Linked DNA regions of Sus scrofa: region 1 is linked to region 2. A link is a contact called in public Hi-C data. All regions are on one chromosome and are shown on one strand. The core of a region is the stretch at or near the end of the contact, and the rest is flanking DNA. Distances in the headings are between cores, read along the strand shown. Region 1 overlaps KSR1 (kinase suppressor of Ras 1). Region 2 has its middle 57 kb from the start of NF1.

Evidence for each region. Hi-C and Micro-C count contacts between places; a contact is called where the count stands out from the background.
Region 1: a Hi-C map of mesenteric adipose tissue shows a contact between it and region 2, with 1.5 times the contacts expected there. The contact joins two enhancer-like sites. A contact is called at or near these places in 2 of 47 Hi-C or Micro-C datasets (embryonic fibroblasts and mesenteric adipose tissue) and 1 of 2 datasets of contacts at active chromatin or transcription factors (alveolar macrophages).

The regions. Positions count from the first base shown.
Region 1 is chr12:43,984,648-43,991,120 of Sscrofa11.1, reverse strand. The region is part of intron 1 of KSR1 (kinase suppressor of Ras 1); the gene reads right to left. Among named protein-coding and RNA genes, the nearest start is that of KSR1, 61 kb to the right of the region's middle. Within about 2 kb of position 1,625, at least 10 of the 83 cell types and tissues checked have an H3K27ac peak or open chromatin away from gene starts, as enhancers often do. A contact at or near this core is called in mesenteric adipose tissue, where this site is marked.
Region 2 is chr12:43,807,619-43,814,310 of Sscrofa11.1, reverse strand. No RefSeq gene overlaps it. Among named protein-coding and RNA genes, the nearest start is that of NF1, 57 kb to the right of the region's middle. Within about 2 kb of position 3,155, at least 25 of the 83 cell types and tissues checked have an H3K27ac peak or open chromatin away from gene starts, as enhancers often do. A contact at or near this core is called in mesenteric adipose tissue, where this site is marked.

The DNA of each region.
Region 1 (6,473 bases), core at 376-2,875, 180 kb before region 2:
CCCTGGGCTGGCCCTTTTTGTTCCTGGCCACTTCCTTGGGCTCAGCTGTCATGACCCTGAGCAGAATACCACCCTGCCCCCAGTGTCTAGAGGCAGTTGTGAGGTTCAGAACATGAGCTCTGAAGACCAGTTAACCCAGGTTCTACCGCCGAGTAACTCACTCTCTGAATCTCTCTGAGCTGCCATGTCCTCATCTGCAGAATGGGGACAAAACCTCACGGGTCCTTGTGAGCATGAAATGGGGCAACACGTGCCAAGAGCCTCAGAACAGGTGACCGAGAAGGTTTCTCGTTCCAGCTCTGCCCTCGCTCCGCTGGAAGGTCCTCCCATAACCCCACAGGCCCCTCTACGCAGCTTTCCCTTTGAACTGAATGCAGGAAAAGATCCCAATCAGTCTACTCTGAAAGGATGTCCTTTTCAAAAGCACAGAGAGACTTGGCCACAGGCACTCTTACTGCCCCCACCGCTGCGCACACGGCCACCAACGACCAGGGCCTTTGCAGCCCCTCTCCAGGCCACAGCCACCGGGCAGGTCCAGGATCCTGGGGTGGGGAATGCAGTGTTCCCAGCTTGCCAGCCGACCTGGCGGGGAAGGAGGCCCTCCCAGTGGTGTCCCCAGGCAGAGGCTCACCTGGGCTGCAGATCTGATAAGGCCTCCCTTCCAACACCCCCCAGGCCTCCCCATTCTTGGGACCTGCAGAGTCCTCTCCAGACTGCCTCCGAGGAACGCTGGTGGCAAGTTTCACCAGGGGAAAAAAATTGCCAAGCTGAAAGCAGACACCAAAGGGGACAGTGCCCCAGCTCTGCCTCCCTCCGGGGGGTGGCTAGAGTGAAAGCCTCCCACAGGAGGTTAGAACCATGGGGCAGGGCAGAAGCAGAGAAACGCCACACTCTGAGGCGGGGGCTGGGCGGGGAAAGGAAACCGGACTTCGCTCTCAGCTCTGCCAGGGGCATTCGACTCGGGACAAGTCACTACCAAGACGCTGGGACTATTTCCCATAAAAGCAAGAGTCGGACCGGCCAACCAGCACATTCTCAATTCCGAGGCACTCTTAGCAAGTCATTGTTCTGAAGTTGCTACTGTTTGCTGGCCTGGCTCCTCCATTAGACCCAACGTGTCCCCACACACTGGGAAAGCATCCCACCTACCTCAGCATCCTTGCCAGGGTGGTGGCAGCGAGCAGCTCAGCAGGCAAATCAGTAATAACTGCAGGTTTGTTGAGTGAATACATGTCCATGCACACCCCCAAGGACCTGCTCTGTGGGAACAAATGGCACCCCCTCCTCTCCCAGCAGCTCTACCGTCCACCACTCTGGGAAGCGGGGGGGCACCGCAGGGAGAGCTCAGGTCCTCCACACCGCAAGGGTCTGACCTCTGCCACAGCGGAGCGGAGTGAAGGTCAAGGCCCTTTGAGGACCCCTTTCTCTAGATCAGCTTGCTTAGCAGAAACTTGTCTCTATAAGAGCACCAGATGGGGACACTTGGTGTGGCAAGGCCTGTCTCTAGAAAGTGCTAGACGGCTGGCAGGAAAAGGCAAAGTTACAATGTCCAGAAAACATGACTCCGTGAGGCACCACTGTCTCCCTGCCTGGCACAGATCTGGCCCAAAGAGGACACGTGAACGAAGGAAAGAACCCACGTGGAGCTCCAGGCCCAGCTGCAAGGCAGCCAGGTGTCCCCGTGTGAGCACATCCGGGGAAGGAGAACATTCCATCTCGCCTCCGTGGAGTTGTCAGACCCCAAGGAGGGTCTGATGGAGAGAAGGCACCAGGTTCTGCTGGAATGAAGTTGCCTCCCAACTTCTGTTTACAGATTCAGACTCTGGGTTCAGATTTTATCTCCTTCCCCTTCTCATCTCGAGAGGAAAAAATATGCGTGTGATGAAGGCTGGTGGATTTCCAGGAAATCTGCAGAGACGGAGGGGGGTCCAGCACACCGACTGGCAGGTAGGAGGCAGATATTAAACCTTGGCTTCTTCCAGTCTTTTGGATCCAGACTGGACCACCACTCCCTGGAGGAAGGCAGGGCCCCAGACGTGCTGACCCCCCACCCCCGATGATCCAGGCTACGATCTGAGGCACCAGCTGTCGGGCCCAGGGTCAGGGACTTCCCGGGGCACCTCATTGAGTGCATATGTAGTGGGAGCCAGAGTGGGCTGGGGTTCCTCCGATGCTGGGAGAAGTCTGGCGTGGTTGCGTAAGCCAAACCCTCTGGTCAGCCCCTTCTTCAAAAGCCAAGAATCCAATGTTGCAAGCCCTGTCTCTGGGGGCCCTGGCCTGGTATGTGAGGAGAGCCTGCAGAACAGGAAAGAAAGCCAGAGTGGACATCCCACTGCCCCACCTGACCTCACCACAGGCTGCCGGGACTGTTTCCTGGCTTGTGTCACCAGCTCTCGGAAACAAGAGCCGGCTGTCAAAGAACCTTCCCCTACATGTGGCCTGGGGTGTGAATGCCTTCACTGGACTCTCACTGGGAAAGTTCATGGGCTGACTCTCTTGGTAGAAAGCCTGCGGACTTAGAGACTCACAACAAAGTCACCGGTTTAAGTAGCCTTGTGCCCATTTTACAGATGAGGAAGCCTGAGATTCAGACGTCATGGGACTGGCCCAAGGTCATACAGACAGTATCTGGACCCGAATTCAAAGTCACTGGCCACCGTGCCCCTGTCGTCAGCATGCTTGGAGTAATACCATCCCCCCATTCTATCAGTTTGGTAAATCTGGATTTTAGAACCACTCTTAGGGATATTCTTACACAGGGGTGTTAGAACAAACATTTATTTCAACCCCATTGAGGCCCCTTCCCTAGACCGCAGAATTGAGGGCCATAAGAGCCTGCAGAGACCACTCTAAGCTCCCTATTCAAGAAGGGAGGCTGAGGCCTAGGGAACTGGATCCTGGCATCTAAAGTCCCATCCCCCAAACAGCCCAGGTCCCACCTTTTCAGGGAGTAAGGTGGACCCAAATCCACATGATAGTGGAGAGGACACGGAGCTGGGTACTGGGTCTGGTTCCCACTGCGAACCCCTTTGGGCCTTTGGATGGGCTTCTGGTGGCCAGAGCTGATCATCCAATACACACCCAGGAAGGAGGCCACTGAATAAACCAACCCAGAAACTCAAGTACAGGGACACCCTGGGGTGTCCTAATGCCAACCCTTGGTCCAAATGAGTGACCCTGGAAGTGAGGGCACCAAGAAGGCAAGGCACCGCTTCCAGAGAAAAAGCAGCACATGATTCTCCCAGGCCCACTCTCCCAAGCAGGAGCACTTGGGAGCGACGTGGGGACATTCAGAGAGGCTAACAGAGAACGTTTTCTCATCCCAACAACGTAGCGGCCCAACCAGCCCTGTGTTGCTGGACAACGACCCCTCCTCCCAGAACGAAGCCACACAGGCCCCCTATTGTGTTGGTTTAAAAACTGAACTTTGCTGGGCAAACACTCTCAGCTGTGTTCAAGAAACCAGTTTCTCTCACCAGTTGGAAAACAGCAGCGTGCATGCAGAAGGGACAGTCGTGGGGGGGAAGGGGTGGGGTGGGGTGGGGTGGGGTGGGGTGGGGTTGTTGGTTGGTTTGTTTTTTAAGTAAAAGCCCTGGTCAGTACTGCTATAGCAACTACAACAAAAATAATAATAGCTAGCACTGATGAGATGCTTCCAATGTCTCTGGTTTCGTAGCTTTCAAGAAAATAAAACTAAAGGAAAACAGTCACCCCCGACCGTTTGGGATCAAACAGGGATTCTGGCCTGTGGTGTGCACAGAGGACCGGGTCTCATAATTGCCACAAATCACCAGCTGGCCTGGTCACCGCTGGCAGAGACAATGGTGGTGGTGGTGCGGGGAGTTAGGATGAAAAGTTAAGGTTCTAATAACACAAAATATCTCCAGATCTGCAGAAGGTCAGATGTGACAACACAAGGTGGAAAGAGGCCTCTTTTTCAAAGTAGAATAGCAGCAATTAAGGGGTGCCTGGAATTTCACAGCCTCCCCAGCCTCTGGACAAAAGCAAGCTGGGAAGGTACCAGTTTCCCTCTACTGGGTATGGGGGAGGGGGACTCCCCCTTCTGGGACCCCCAACAACCCTTTTGGTTGATTCTTCCAAATCCTTTAAATACTGCACTTCCCAGCTATAATTTGAGAGGGTAAGGGCCGCATGTCCTATTTCTTCTTTACAATGGAGGCTGCCTCCACCAGAACCCCTTAAATATTGTCATCGGCGCACGGAAAGCTTTGGTCCCCAACATAATAGCTCCTAAGCCAAAGCCCCCCAACCCCGGGGGGTGGGGGGGTGGGGGGGTGGGGGTGCGGGGCAGGGGGAGGTTGGTGGGTAATTACATTGGGAGCAGTGAAACGCTGGGGCAGTGCGAAAGAGAAGCACTCAATGCCCCAGAGGCAAAAATGCAGTTTCAGCAAACACTTTGATAAGAGACGGACGAGAACCTGAAGGAAAGGAAAGGAAGGGACAAGACAGCGTCTGGGGCGTGAGGGCAAGGCAGAGAACGACCGGCCTACGCTCACACTTCAGAGGGACCTCGACCCGCCCCATCACCCCGGCCCACAGCGGCTGGGCTCAGTCACCCAGGAAAAAGTCTAGCATGTGACTCAGTGGGAGAAGGAGTCCTGCGGCCAGGCGAGGTGGAAATGGGGTGGGGGGTGGCAGGGGATGTCCGCGCGCAGCCCATCCCGCCCGTGGGCTCCTCGAGCCTCCATCTCAGGTCCCACTACGCCCCTCCCCCCAAATTCCGCCCAAGGTGAGGGACTGGTCCTGGGTCCTGCACCCGCCGCAGGAGCAAGTGGAGGAGGGAGAGGAAGCCGCAAAGGAGGTGACCCGGCTCAAGGATGCAACTGGGAAAGCAGTGAACTGGAGCGGCGAGGGAGGTGCTGGGGTGCGTTCAGGGCCGCCGACCCCTGCCTCCTCAGACCCAGCGCGGGCCCCCGATTCTGTGGCGCCGCGGTTCCTCACCTCCAGGGTCCGGATCTCCTGCTGGGTGAGGTCGTTGGACACGGCGCACTTGGTGCGGAGCCCGCGCAGGCTGCCGATGGAGATGTCGATGAGCTTCTGGAGCTGCCCGCACTGCTGCAGCGCCCGGCTGGCCGCGGCCCCGGCGCCCCCATCCGCGGCCGCCGCGGCTCCCCCGCCGCCGCCCTCCTTCTTCTCCCCCATAGCCGCCGCGCGCAGCGCCGCTCTATCCATGCCTCGGCATCGGGGACGCGGAGTGGCCGAGGCGGGGAGCCCGGGGGGCGCGGGCGCCTCGGTAGGTAATCCGCGAACCGTGAGGGCTGGACGAAGAGCGCCCCTCGCCGCTGCGAGAGCTGGTGTGAGAGGACCGCCGGCCGCCGAGCCTACCGCTCTCGCCCGCCCAGCCGCGGCGGCAAAGCGAAAGCCGCGGCGACCCGACGGCAGCCGCTCCCGGAGCCTTTAAGTGGCAGCGGGGGCCGGGTCAGAGCAGCTGGGCATGCTGGGACTTGTAGTCCGCCCCGCGCACCTGCCGCCGCCTGCGCCCTCGGGCCCCCGCCGGCGACCGCACCCCGCGGTCCCGGCTCTCCCCTCCGTGACAGGAGTAGGCTCTGCGGGAGCGCCCAGCTTCTGCGCCCCGGGAGTGGCTGCTCCACGCCAGCTCCTCCCTCGGCTCCCGGAGCCAGGGGAGCTTCGTCTCCCCGCCCACCGCCGCCTTCTCCCCATCCCCCTCCTGTCCGAGTCTTCCCGCGACCCCTCCGTGGAGGGGCGGGTAGGGGCCGGTGGCCCCTTGGAGGAGGTTGGGGTGCGCATCCTTCAATTCCTCGACCGCAGCTGAATCCTCCAGGGCAGGGACAGTGGAGGTTCCAGAATTTGTGGGTTTAGGGGCCGCCATCTAGTGGGAAGGGGCCTAAAGTACTTGCCCTTTGGTTAGTTCGCAAAGCCCTGGACTCCTTACTGTTCACGCCAGAGGAAATGTACAGGCTTAGGAAGGTGCAGGGTTTTCTTCCACATGCTATTTACCCACCAAAATAAGGGTCCCATCCTTTCACCAGCCCCAACCCAACAGGACAGTCCAGACGCTTAGGGCGACACACTGATATGTCACACTTGGGAGTGCTGGAGAGCAAGCAGACAGTCTGGGTTCAAACAGTCTTTTCCACTGTCTAGCTGTTAGCTCATCTCTAAGTGTCTGAGTTTGCCCATCAGTAAAATGGGGGTAATAATAGCAGCAATCTGATAGGGTTCATATGAAGAATAGGTTCATATGAAGAATGAAATCATCTATGCACAGCACCTAGAGTGATTACTGCCCCTGTGTAGTCAGGAGATGAATGTTAGCAGTTGCTACTATTTCAATCTCAAGATCTCCTAAACATGCCCCCTCAGCCCCCCCCCCTCACCTGAGCAGTGGACATGGGCCAAACACTGTCCTGGGCTGGGAGTGGTCTGTTTGTGCCTTTCTGTGCCTCTTAATCCAGCATTCAACCCCTGTCTTTCCCCCACCCTCCCCCTTA
Region 2 (6,692 bases), core at 1,906-4,405:
TGGCTGAAAAGTATTTGCAGAATATGGATCTAGTCTCAGTCCCTAATTTTACATATGAGGAAAGTGAGGCTCATGCAAGTGAAATGACTTATCACTCAGTTAGAAGCAGATCCAAGAACAGAACCCAAGGACTTGCAGTGGTCAGGGGTCATGGTTGTCCATTATAGAAGCCAATTCTGGATAAATCGAGCAAAGTTTCATAGGGACTGTCAGAATTTATAGGACTCTGAGAATCAGATTTGGAAATATCAGGAATATCAAGAGCCCTCTGGAAGAATTCCCACTGTGGTGCAGTGGGTTAAGGATCCGGCATTGCCACAGCTGTGGCATAGGTCACAGACGTGGTTCGGATTCAACACCCCACCACCACCACCAAAAAAAAAAAAAGGCCAAAACTTGGACAAGGTTTGAAGAAACTCTAGAAATTGTCTCATAACCAGAGGAGCCTCTTCAAAATACGGATGCCTCTTCCACCTCAGCTGCCGTGGATGGCGCCAGCTTTCCCCTCTTAGTCTCCTGTCATTTGTTCAAGATTCAAAGTCCCAGGAGAGAGTAACCGGTTGGCTGAGCTGAAGTCACGCACTCTTGCTGCAGCTGAACTGGAGCCAGGAGAGGCCGATCCCTTGAATTCCCATGTGCGAGCGTCACCACAATCCCCCACCCACAGACAGGGAGGGCTATGCCCCAAAGGAAATGTGGGGTACTATTTAGGGAGAATGGATGTGGGCAGACCGTGAGGCAACCACAGGGAGCCCGGTGGTGTAGAGCGGATCCTGACCACATGGATAAATTGCCCCAAACAGGAAGGGATGCAGCAGGGAGGAAAAAAATCTTTGTTGATGTTTAACCTGACTCTGACCTTTCCCAGGGTGAGCTTCTTTCCTGCTGTTACATCCTCGGTTCAGTTGGGAAAACCCCTGACAGCTGTCTCTGCAGTCCCCCAACTCATCACCAACTTGAAACTAGTTGTTTAATAATCCTACACCCACTCGGAACAATGGCTGTTTTAGAACATTATTTCTCTCGGAACTTCCATAGGCTACAGGTGTGGCCCTAAAAAGGAAAAAAAAAAAGAAGAAGAATAAAAGAATATTATTTCTTTAATATGAAGATCTGGGTTGTTCCTGGCATGGTTCAGTTGTTAACAAACCCAACTAGGATCCATGAGGTTGCAGGTTCCCTCGCTCAGTGGGTTAAGGATCCGGAGTTGCTGTGGCTGTGGTGTAGGCCATCAGCTACAGCTCTGATTAGACCGCTAGCCTGGGAAGCTCCATATGCCACGGATGCAGCCCTAGAAAAGAAAAAAAAAAAAAAAAAAAAAGAAGAAGAAGGTCTGAATCCAAAGTTAGGATAAAGAGATTTCTGGGTCTTTAGAGAAGTAATGACAAATCTATCAGTCAGGGTTTCCAGAGAAACAAAACTAATAGGATGTGTGCATACAGGCAGACCTCAGAGATATTGGGGGTTCAATTCCAGGCCACTGAAATAAAGCAAACATTGCAATAAAGTGAGTCAAATGAGTTGTTGGCTTTCCCAGCGCATGTAAGTTATGTTTACTCTGTGTATCAAGTGTGCAATAGCATTATGTCTTTTAAAAACGATGCAGCTAACTTTATTTATTTATTTAGCCTTCTAGGGCCACACCTATGGCATATGGAAGGAAGTTCCCAAGCTAGGGGTCAAATCACCACAGCTCACCGCAACACCAGATCCTTAACCCACTGAGGGAGGCCAGGGATTGAACCTGCGTCCTCATGGATACTAGTTGGGTCCGTAACCACTGAACCATGCCAGGAACTTCCTAGGTACCTTAATTTTAAAAAAATTTTTTTTGTTTGTTTTGTTTTGCTTTTTATTGAAATAGAGTTAATTGACAATATTTTCGATGTACAGCAAAGTGATTTAGTTATACATATATATTCCAGCGTTTCATCATGTTTTTGCCGATGGAGGGTCTTGCCGGGATGTTGTTGGCTGTTGACTGATCAGGGTGGTGGCTGCTGAGGGTTAGAGTGGCTGTAGCGATGTCTTGAAATAAGGCAACAATGATGTTCTGTGTATCAATCGACTCTTCCTTTGAGGAATGATTTCTCTGTAACATGCAATGCTGTTTGATAGCATTTTATCCACTGTAGAATTTCTTTCAGAATTGGAGTCAGTCTTCTCACACCCTGCCACTGCTTTATCCACGAAGTTTATGTAACATTCTAAATCCTTTGTGGTCAATTTCAACAATCTTCACAGCATCTTCACCAGGAATAGATTCCATTCTCAGATACCACTTCCCTTGCACCCAGCTGCAGGGCCGCACGCTCATTATTCCTTTTGGAACATGTTGCTGCAAACCTTCAATTTGTAAAAAGTGCAATATCTGCAGGGCACCATAGAGCGAAGAGCAATAAAATGAGGTTTGCTGGTGCAGGGAGAGAGGGATTCGTTTTGAGGAACTGGCTCACGTGATTGTGGAGGCTGGTGAGTCCAAAATCTGCAGGGTAGGCAGGAGACTGGAGACCCCGGGGGCGGGGGAAGGGGGGGGTGGTTGCAGCTTAAGCCCCGTGTGGTTGGCTGGCAGAATTCCCTTTTCTTCAGGGGAAATTGGTCTGTTTTCTATCGAGGGCTTTGAATGATTGGCTGAGGCTCACCCACATCTTGGTAATCTGCTTCACTAGAAGTCTAGTACTTTAAATATTAATCTCATCTAGAAAATGCCTTCACAGAAACATGGAGAAATAGTGTTTGACCAATATCTGGGTACCGTGACCTAGCCAAGCTGACACATGAAATTGACCATCACACATGAGTCTCAGAAAAAGGTGAGGAAGGTTTAAATGAATGTATACCCAGCTATAGCCACAGTGTGACCTTGGACAGGCCCTTGCCCTTTGAGGTCTGAGTTCCCTTATTTGTAGGATGAAGGAAATTTTGTTTGTTTGTATGTTTTCACAGAAGTCTGAGCATTATTTAATTATCTTTAATAACCTTTAAAAATCAGCTCGTAAATGCATTTTAGGTAGTTTCACTTCTGCACCTGCTGTGGTGACGTTTGTTCCGATACCATCCCCCCCAAGGAAGTGGTTCCCCAGGGGAGCAAGGCCTGAGAAAGGAAGGGACAGCCCTCTTCTGCCTGTCCCACAACTCTGTGACAGGCACACAGCTGGCCTGGCCTGAGACAGGGCAGGAAGAGGCCACAGGGCTGAGTGCAGGGGCAAAGTGCCAGGGTCCCGAGTGGCCTGGCCTCCAGCCACCTGCACTTGTGTCTGTTGTTGGTTTTGTCATTAAAAAAATTAAGCAACAATTCCTGGTGGGGACCAGGTATCGTACTGTCTTCTGTTAACTGCTTGAGTTGGGTGATCTCTAAGGGTTTGGGAGTAAAATAGGAAGATAAGTATAAGAATTGAATTTATCCCTTCCCAGGTCCTCCTGGAGAATTTCCCATAGAGTTTAAAATGGTGAGAGGAGTTCCCATTCGTGGCACAGCCGAAACGAATCCGACTAGGAACCATGAGGTTTCGGGTTCCATCCCTGGCCTCACTTAGTGGGTGAAGGATCCGGCGTTGCCGTGAGCTGTGGTGTAGGTCGCAGACGAGGCTTGGATCTGGTGTTGCTGTGGCTGTGGTGTAGGCTGGCAGCTGTAGCTCTGGTTCTCGACCCCTAGCCTGGGAACCTCCATATGCCTCGAGGGCGGCCCTAAAAAGCACAAACGCAGAAAAAAATGGTGAGAACTTCCATCAGGCGTGGAGACCAGGAAGGGAGCTCTTTACGGGTTTCCTACCCAGCACCCATCTCCAGCTTACTAGCAGCATTCCGGTGTTCCTTCAGGTTCCCCTCTCCCTTACATTGTCATGTGCTTCCAGAGGGCTGACCTCATGCTCAGCACCAGCTGTAGGCCTGCTTGGCTTAAGGGGACTTCTATCTTCCTGCCATTTTTTAAAATTTAATTTTTATTTTATATTGGAATATAGTGGATTCAGCTACACATATACACATATCCATCCTTTTTCAGATTCTTTCCCCATATAGGTCATTACAGATTATTGAGTAGAGTTCCTTGAGTTGTACAATAGGTCTTTGTTGATTATTTTATATGTAGTAGTATGTGTATGTTAATCCCAAACTCCTAATTTATCACCCCCCCCCCCCACACACACACACGACTGCCACATTTCCCATTTGGTAACCATGAGTTTATTTTCTGTCTGTGAGTCTCTTTCTGTTTTGTAAATAAATTCATTTGTATCATTTTAAATTATTTATTTATTTATTTTTGTCTTTTTGCCTTTTCTAGAGCCGCTCCCGCAGCATATGGAGGTTCCCAGGCTAGGGGTCTAATCGGAGCTGTAGCTGCCAGCCTACGCCAGAGCCACAACATCAAAGGATCCGAGCTGTGTCTGCAACCTATACCACAGCTCAAGGCAATGCCAGATCCTTAACCCACTGAGTAAGGCCAGGGATCAAACCTGCAACCTCATGGTTCCCAGTCAGATTTGTTAACCACTGCACCACGACAGGAACTCCCATGTATCATTTTTTAAAGACTCCGCATATTAGTGATATCATACGATATTTGTCTTTCTCTGTCTGACTTCATTTAGTATGATCATCTCTAGGTCCATCCATGTTGCAGCAAATGGTGTTACTTTATTCTTTTCATGACTGAGTAGTATTCCACTGTATATATGCACTGCATCCTCTTTATTGATTCCTCTGTCAGTGGAACATTTAGGTTGTTTCCATATCTTGGCTATTACAAATAGTGCTGCAAAGTACTTTGGGGTGCATGTATCTCTTTGAATTATGGTTTTCTCCAGGTATACACCTAGGAGTGGGATTGCTAAATCATATGCTAACTCTATTTTTAGTTTGTTTTTGTTTTTTTTTTGTCTTTTTTTTTTTTTTGCTATTTCTTTGGGGCCGCTCCCACAGCATATGGAGGTTCCCAGGCTAGGGGTTGAATCAGAGCTGTAGCCACCGGCCTACGCCAGAGCCACAGCAATGCGGGATCCGAGCCGTGTCTGCAACCTACACCACAGCTCACAGCAACGCCGGATCGTTAACCCACTGAGCAAGGGCAGGGACCGAACCCGCAACCTCATGGTTCCTAGTCGGATTCGTTAACCACTGCGCCACGACAGGAACTCCTATTTTTAGTTTTTAAAGGAACCTCCATACTGTTCTCCATAATGGCTGCACCAGTTTACATTCCCACCAACGGTGTAGGAGGATCCGTATCCTCTTTTCATTTGTTGGTTCAAGAACCCAGTCAATTAACACACAGTGATTCTCTGGATGTGGGGATGGGTTCACAAAGAGACTGGTAACTAGTCGGAGTCAATACAGTGTAAGGAAAAGTTTGCTGGAAACTTCTGAAAAAGTTACATGCTCCTGCTCGAGAGATACCTCCCAGAGAGAAGCTGTCTGGAATGCAGATGTGGTCAGGCGAGGCTCAGAATTGTGGCAACCATTCCGCTACGAGTGTAAGAAGAATCCAACTCAAGAGAATCCCAGGAACCAAGGAGTTCCTGCTGTGATGCAGCAGACTAAGGATGCAGCATTTCCACAGCTGTGGAGTAGGTTGAAGCTGCAGCTCAGATTCAAGCCCTGGCCTGGGAAATTCTATATGCCGTGTATATGCCTCCCCCCAACCCCAAAAAGAATCCCAAGAACCAAACCTGAAACCTGAAGCCCTGGTTGTATTATATCCAACCACCCCCTGGTGGTAGACTCTTCCAATTATGAGACCCAATAAATCCTCTTTATTTTTTAAGCCAGTTGGACTGGGGGTTTGAGTTACTTGTAACAAAAGCGAACCTAACACACCCAATAAAGAGTGCCATTGAAATACTTCTGGACTTAGTGCTAGGCTAACTCTAGCAGAATCCCTCTCCTGTCCTGCCCTGGAGGGTAAGGACAGGCAGACACAGCTGACAGGAAGCTTGAACAGCAGGGCTTTCTCTCTGAGCAGACAGCTGCAGCAGGCAGTACCTGCATCCACTGGGGGCTTTCCTTCAAAACAAGCACATGAGGAGACGACACTGATCTATGCAACGATGCTACAAATCCAAAGAAGAGAACCACTCTGAAGAGTTGGAGGAATTCACCTTTCGAAGTAAATTCGTGCACCATTTTAGAAAGTGGAGATTATTGTTTAATCTGCTCAGGATCCTTCCTCGACCTCTTTTGATAACTGGCCTCATCCAGTGGACACAGGCCTGGGAAAGATACTACAGGCTAGACCAAAAAGTCTGAAATGTTTCCCAAAGCTGGAAGAGAGGAATTTTTTTTTTTTTATGGCCACACCCTTGGTATATGCAAGTTCCCAGGCTAGGGGTCCAGTTGGAGTTGGAGTTGCAGCTGCTGGCCTACACTGCAGCTCATGGCAACACCAGATCCTTAACCCCCTGGGCAAGGCCAGGGATCTAACCCACATCCTCATGAATACTAGTGGGGTTCATTACCACTGAGCCACAGCAGGAACTCCAGAAGAGAGGAATTCTATCTCCTCTTAAGCTCAAAGGGTATGAATTTGGTGTTACTAGGGTTCATGTTTCTAACTAGGGGGCAAAAAAATGCAATTGCAATAACAGAAAATGAAGCCAGTAAGGCTGTGGAAGGAGAGAGGGAGAGAGAGAGAAGGACCTGGCAACAGGAAGGCCCTGCCTGGTTCCAGTTTCTCTCTGAGGTCCCCGGAGATG